2 separate regions of the Arachis hypogaea genome follow, and region 2 is linked to region 1. Evidence: chromatin contacts called from public Hi-C data. All regions are on one chromosome and are shown on one strand. Each heading gives the region's core, a stretch centred on a gene start, on an enhancer-like site or on the middle of the called end of the contact. The rest is flanking DNA. Distances are from core to core; before and after follow the strand shown. Region 1 has its middle 21 kb from the start of LOC112793997. Region 2 holds the start of LOC112790284 (lysM domain-containing GPI-anchored protein LYP6).

Region 1 (3,148 bases), core at 91-2,590:
TCAAATAAAATTAATTCTATAAAAATAAATTTATATCAATATCCATTTACAATGTAAACACTCATTTAATCTCTGGATTGTTAAATATCTTAAAGTGTATGTAGATGTGTGGTGCTCTCTAACTATCATTATTATCAAAATTAGATTGTACTGGTGAATTCGACTAAAAAACTGATAAATCAAAAAATTCGGTCAGTTTAGTTCACTATATTAACCATTTTTTGTATTTAAACTATTAAAAAGCAATTAACGACGGTCAAACTTGTCAAAATCCGGCAAATTTGCGTGAAGTCACATCCAAAAATTCGTACTGGTCCACCATGCATAAAAGTTAAAAACATAGTTATCAGAATCGAATTGAATTGGCCGATTCGACTATAAAACCTCCGATCGAATCGATGGTCTAGCCAATTCGATTAATGAATTAGACCGAATTTGTAATTGAACCGATCAACGATAGTCAAATCAATTAAAAATCGATTGGCTGCACTAGATTCGCATGGGTCCACGATATACCCGTGCACTACCGAACTATCATAGGAGCTCCCGTCCACTACAACTCAAAAAATGTTGACAATGAGGTTCAAACACAGGGTAGGGTGTATACAACGCCTCCTTTGTCGCTATGCTATCTTATTTCTTAATAATATATGTGACAATATATAAATATATAATAAACTATAAATAAATTTTTTTTATCCTTTTAAATATGGATTGACATGGATACCAAATAAATAGTAACACATGGAATCAAACATATATATATATATATATATATATATATATATATATATATATATATATATATATATATAACACCTTCAATTAAAATTATTTTGTATTTATTTAATTTAATTTTAATTTTATATTTATTTTTATTAAATTTTGTAATTAATAATTATACATAATTTGTAAAATAAATATTAAATTTTATTAAATATTTATAAATTAAAATATTCTTAATTAATAACAACATATTTTTCTATGATCATATAATATATTTTTTTATAAATACTTAATGTATATTATAAATATAATCTAATTAATAAATTATTGAAATTCAGAAATAATAATAAATTTAATACAAAAATAAACTAAGAAATATTTATTATAAATAAAATAAAATACTTTTATATAAATATTTAATTGTAATTAAATTAATCAATTTCATTAATAAACAAACGGTTGAGGCAGTGATTCAATCATTCAATAATTTAATATTCGAACAAAATTAATTATCATTTGGATTTCTATAGTTACACTCCTATTCCTTCCTATTGCAAAACAAAGCAAGAAGTGCATCACCCGCATTGGTGCTGACGCAATTGGAACATCTGTCCTTGACATCAGCATTCATATTAGTCTCTAACGACCAATCCAACGGCTCATCCGCCCTCTTCTCAAAGTCATCTAACGATATGTACCATATCTTCCACTTTCATATAAAATCTTAATAAATTATATTTTTTCTTTTTTTCAAGTTATATATAAGTTTTCATCAATAGTATATTAAAAAGATTGGTTAGAAAAATAAAAACAAAAATTTTATTTTTGTAATATATTTAATATATAAAATTTAAAATTAATATTTATTTTATATTTTTATCAAAACTTTTCACTTAAAATATCCTTAGCAAGATATATATAAGTCATTTTAAAAAAAAATCCTTAATTAAATTGTCATCCAAATGTTAATTCTAACTCATTTAATGTAATATCTGTTGTCAAAATATTTAAGTGAATAAAAATTTAAGAGTTCAATTTTAATATATTAAATATAAAAATCATTCCTTTATTTATTAAATATTTAATTATTTATAAATAGGAAATCATTTTTTTATATATTAAATATTAAAAGTACTATTCATATACTAAAATTTATTAATAAAACTAATTATTAATATATTTATGTATAAATATATATAATTTAATTTATTTTAATATATTTATATTTAAATATATAATTTATACTAATAACTAATTTTGATAATTAATTTTAATGTACATATAATATAATTAATAAATATTTATATATTAAATATACGATTAATTTAGGAATTTAATTTTAATATATTAAATTATCATTTCTTTCTTTCTACTCCTCTGAAAGAAGTGGGTACGCAGTATGCAAAAAAAGTTGAAATAGAAAAAAATTCCAATGGGATATTGGAATGTCAATGAAGTAATTTCTCAACAAAAAGACTGCAACCAGTGTCATCATCACTTTTCCACAAGACCATATATATTTCACGCCCTTCCTGCTATTTGTGGATCTGAATTCCGCTCTTCGCTCCCTTCCCTCCTCCCCCCTCTCTTCCCTTGGATATGGTTATGGAAGTGCAGAACACTGCCAGAAAGAGGCTCGCTGTGGAGGAGGCAAGAGAAGGAGAGGACCCTGCCAGAATCAAGAAGCTGAAGAAGGGGGAGGAGCAAGGAGAGGACGCCGAGGCAGCTCCCAAGGATGAAGAGGTGGAGGAGTTCTTCGCCATACTGAGGAGGATGAAGGTGGCCGTTGATTACTTCGACCAGAAAGGGAAGGGTGGCAGGGAATGGAGGAGGGAGCTCCTCGAGCAAACTGAGGACGCGCTGGACGACGTCGACGGGCGTGAAAATGACGCTTTCGCCGTTAACAAGAGCACCGGCAGCCGGGAGGTAAGAGTGAGTGATGATTTTGATTTGAACGCCATGGCTCCTGAAGCCGCCGCCGATGGGTAGTTATATATTTCTATAGCAAATTGAAAGTGTGACCTTCAGTTTATCTGTCGGAGAAAAAAAAAATTTTTTAAAAGAATGCTAATATTATTCTTGTTAATAAACATTGAAATAAACTATATTGTATTGTAAATACTAAATAACATCTCTCAAATCAAGAAAAATACTATTTCTCATTTTCTCTTTTCATAATTGTTATGAAACATTAGAAATTTAGAACTATACTAGTTAAAACTAAAGAGGGCTGAGAAAGGAGGTCATCTTGTTATAATAGGGGATCACTGAGTACGTAACAAATCATTTGTAAGTGACATGTTTTTATGTAATTCATTAATTTTTTTAATTTTAATTTAGATAAAAATTTATATGCAATTATTTTCACGTAAAATTAATAGTTAAGAATTATTAAATAATTTGATAAATTTAATTAAATTGT
Region 2 (3,417 bases), core at 899-3,398, 130 kb before region 1:
AATTTGTAATTATTAAATAGTTATCAATGATAATTTTAATAATGTAAAATTATTTATTTTTTTTATTGATTACATACTGATCAAAAATTAATAAAATTAACCAAAAATTAATAAAATTACTCACCCTAAACTTTTCCTTGTCTGAAACATTATTGGATTTTATTATCAGGTCAATACTCAGAATTGAGAAACACAAGTGGATAATGAAATGTAAAATGTGAGATGCAGAGGAATCTGTGTTTACACTAGTACCATTGCATTGGGAAGAACAAGTGCAGCATACCACATGATTTAGGACGATTTATTCATTACAAATCAGCATCATCAACATACACTTGATCAGATTAAAAAACAAAGTAGAAGCATTGGGAATAACAAGTGTAGCATACGACAGATGAGTGAGAACAGATGGAGCCTTCTCTCATGGTCATAGTCATAGTTATAGGCATGAGTCATTAGAGCAGCCTCAGAAACAGGCAAGGGGAATAGGCTTGGGCTTGGGCCTGGAGACAAAACAAATGGGTCTGCCAAATATGGTGCTGAGGGTTGCCAACATGTTGCTCCACTAGAGCTTTTATTATCTGCCCAAAAGAACACAGATAAAATAAAATTAATAAAATAAAGACATTAAAGAATGATAAAATAAAAAAAAAACATTTCACATCAGAATTCTGAAATTTCTGCTGCTCTTGCTATATATGAAGAAGTTACCCGGACATTGCAGATAAGAAGAGTTTATCAGACTGCAAAATTCAAAACAAAGAACGTGTTGCTACAAGAAGACAAAAAAACTTGAAGCCAAAATAGAAAATTTTTTTTGGGTAGGTCTTTAGGATTCTGCTATGCAGAGGTTTATTGAATTTATTTGCTTACCTACTCAGAATTTTTCCACCCCTATGGCCACGGTACACACATTGGGTGACATTGCATCCAGCATTGGAATATTCCAGATGTTCATCCCCAATAGCAAGATTGGATCCCTTGCAACGTAAATTATAGCAAGGTACATCCATTCCAGAAGGAAAACATTGCATCCTAGCCATATTCAAGACATAGCTTATCGATCAACAAGCATTAAAATTCGTTATTGTTACTAAGAGTGAATTTGCATATGGTTGCTTACTTGAGACCCTGTGGAGCACAAGTGCATTTAATACAGTTGGTGGCAGTTAAAGCATATGAGCCATTTGGGACTATCAAACTCTCATTGTACCAATTCAGAGTAGCTGATGAACATGCTGCAAAGGACGTTACAATTTTCTACACAAGATATGTCATCAATCATTATAGGTGTGATTACTCACACAAGGATTAAATAATTTGACATGTTTGGCGTGTAAGTAAATATAGTAGTTCTTAATGTAACTTTGTATAAGATTTTTAGGTAGGTACCTGGAATAGGAATCGATAGAATATCGCCAGGTAGAACGGTAGGTTGTCCAAGACCGTTAACAAATTCCAAATCAGAAACAGTTGTACCAAAATAAGCCGCCACGCTTCCCAGTGTCTCCCCTTTCTGAACCACATAGGACATATAAACCGCACTTTCCCCATTATTCTGGTTCTTCATGCAACTGCACGGCAACGGTATAACTACCACATCTCCATCCACCAAAGGCACGCCTTTGTTGAAACTCCTAATTTGATCTGCAGTAACAAGCCCTCCATAACCCTCTGATATCGATTCCAGTGTGTCCGATGCTTTCACCCTGTACACTGCTGACACCGACCTTCTGATTCCATCCACGCACTGACACGTGGCTGGTATCTTCACCGTTGATCCTGCTCTCACGATTTCGTTGCCGCACGATGCTGTTATTGGGAAGGCAGAGTTTGCGGCCATGATATCTGAGACGTTCACGTTGAAGCGTGTTGCTATTTCGGATAGCATTGAGTCCCATGGCAAGAGGTATGAGAGAAGTGAGGGGCATGCCTGGGAGGAGTTGCATGGTTCTATTGTTGATTTTGTTTCAACTACACCTACAATAATTAGGGAGCACAATGAGATCATCTTAAGAGCTGAATCTTTGAACTGCTGCTGCTGCTGCACATTGTTTCTCATCATTCTTTTCGTTGATGAATTATCCAAGAGAGATAAAAAATATATTAGTTTTTAGAATAATGATGTATATCTAAATTTTTGTTGTTAACTAAATTCAATTAAATTAGTCTAATATATCGATTATTGTTAGTATTGTTTTAAATTTTATTGTTTAATTTAATTAAACTTGATTAAAAAAAATTTAGATAGATATATAGCATTACTCTAATTTTTATTAGTTCTGTCATCAATAATTAAATTGGTCCCCAAGTGTTAGGTGAAAACACGTGATGGCCTAAATTCAATGTATGCATGTCAATGTATATATATTCCAGAGAAATAACTATAGGAATCAACTTTAAATCAGTTAATATAACATTATTCTTTAAATAATTTTTAAGGATATAGAATTTACGGTTAAAATTTAAAATTTAAGATTTTAAATTTAAAATTAAAAAATTAATTGATATTGGTTAAAAAAACAGTCTCCTAGTTAAACTCTGTTGGCTATATGCTATAACTGCAACATTATTATTCGCCATGTAACAGAGTTTTTTTTCTATATATATTTTATGTCGTGAGAGAAGAGGTCCACCATTTGGAAATCGAATTGATTGTCCATGGCCTCATGGCATGGCCATGCAGTTATTATGCCATGCTGCTGAATTCAAGTTCGCATTAAAAAAGAAAGCAGCAGAATTTGATATGAACAGCCATCTTCATCAGAATCTTGTCTGCTTGTATAAGTAGTTAGTTATAGGAATAAGAATTGTTTTGATCTCTAACGTTGAGGGTCAGAATCGAAATCGTCCCTTGTGTAATTTTGAATTTAAAATCATCCTTAATGTTGCATTTCATTTTAAAATCGTCCTTTCTAATAAATTTTTTTTTAAATGACAAAAATACCCTTTTTTTACCATTTCATTCTTCTTCTTCCAGGAGAAGAAATTCTCTTCTTCTTCAAGAAGAACAAATTCTTCTTTCATTTTTCTTCCATTAACAAATTCTTGTTGTCATTAACACACTCAAGATTCAGCCATTCAACCTTCCTCCTCTTGGTATCTCACTTCATTCATTCATTTTGTTTCACTCAAATTCATTTTTGGTGTCTCACATTTATTCTACAATCTGCTGTTCTAAATTAAAGGATCCATAATTCAGAAATCAAAAACAACAACAAAACCAAAAACAACAAAAAGCAATAGCAATTCAGAAATCAAAACAACAACAAAACCAACAATAAAATTAGGAAATTAGAGATTATGATGAACAAATCTATTATTCAAATCCAGATTCAACAAATCAAAATCAGCTTCAACAAATCAACACACAATAATGATAAAATCAAAAAATAACAAATTAAAATCAGAAGATGC

The links. Hi-C and Micro-C count contacts between places; a contact is called where the count stands out from the background.
Region 2: a Hi-C map of leaf shows a contact between it and region 1, with 2.0 times the contacts expected there. The contact joins the promoter of LOC112790284 here to the enhancer-like site in region 1. A contact is called at or near these places in 2 of 8 Hi-C or Micro-C datasets (leaf and an unstated tissue).

What each region holds. Positions count from the first base shown.
Region 1 is chr3:36,316,298-36,319,445 of arahy.Tifrunner.gnm2.J5K5, reverse strand. No RefSeq gene overlaps it. Among protein-coding and RNA genes, the nearest start is that of LOC112793997, 21 kb to the left of the region's middle. Within about 2 kb of position 1,340, at least 2 of the 3 cell types and tissues checked have open chromatin away from gene starts, as enhancers often do.
Region 2 is chr3:36,448,665-36,452,081 of arahy.Tifrunner.gnm2.J5K5, reverse strand. LOC112790284 (lysM domain-containing GPI-anchored protein LYP6) reads right to left here and starts at 2,148. Exons shown (of 5, transcript XM_025832613.3): 1 at 1,393-2,148; 2 at 1,124-1,238; 3 at 874-1,035; 4 at 712-743; 5 at 132-581. The coding sequence starts at 2,065. The coding sequence ends at 340.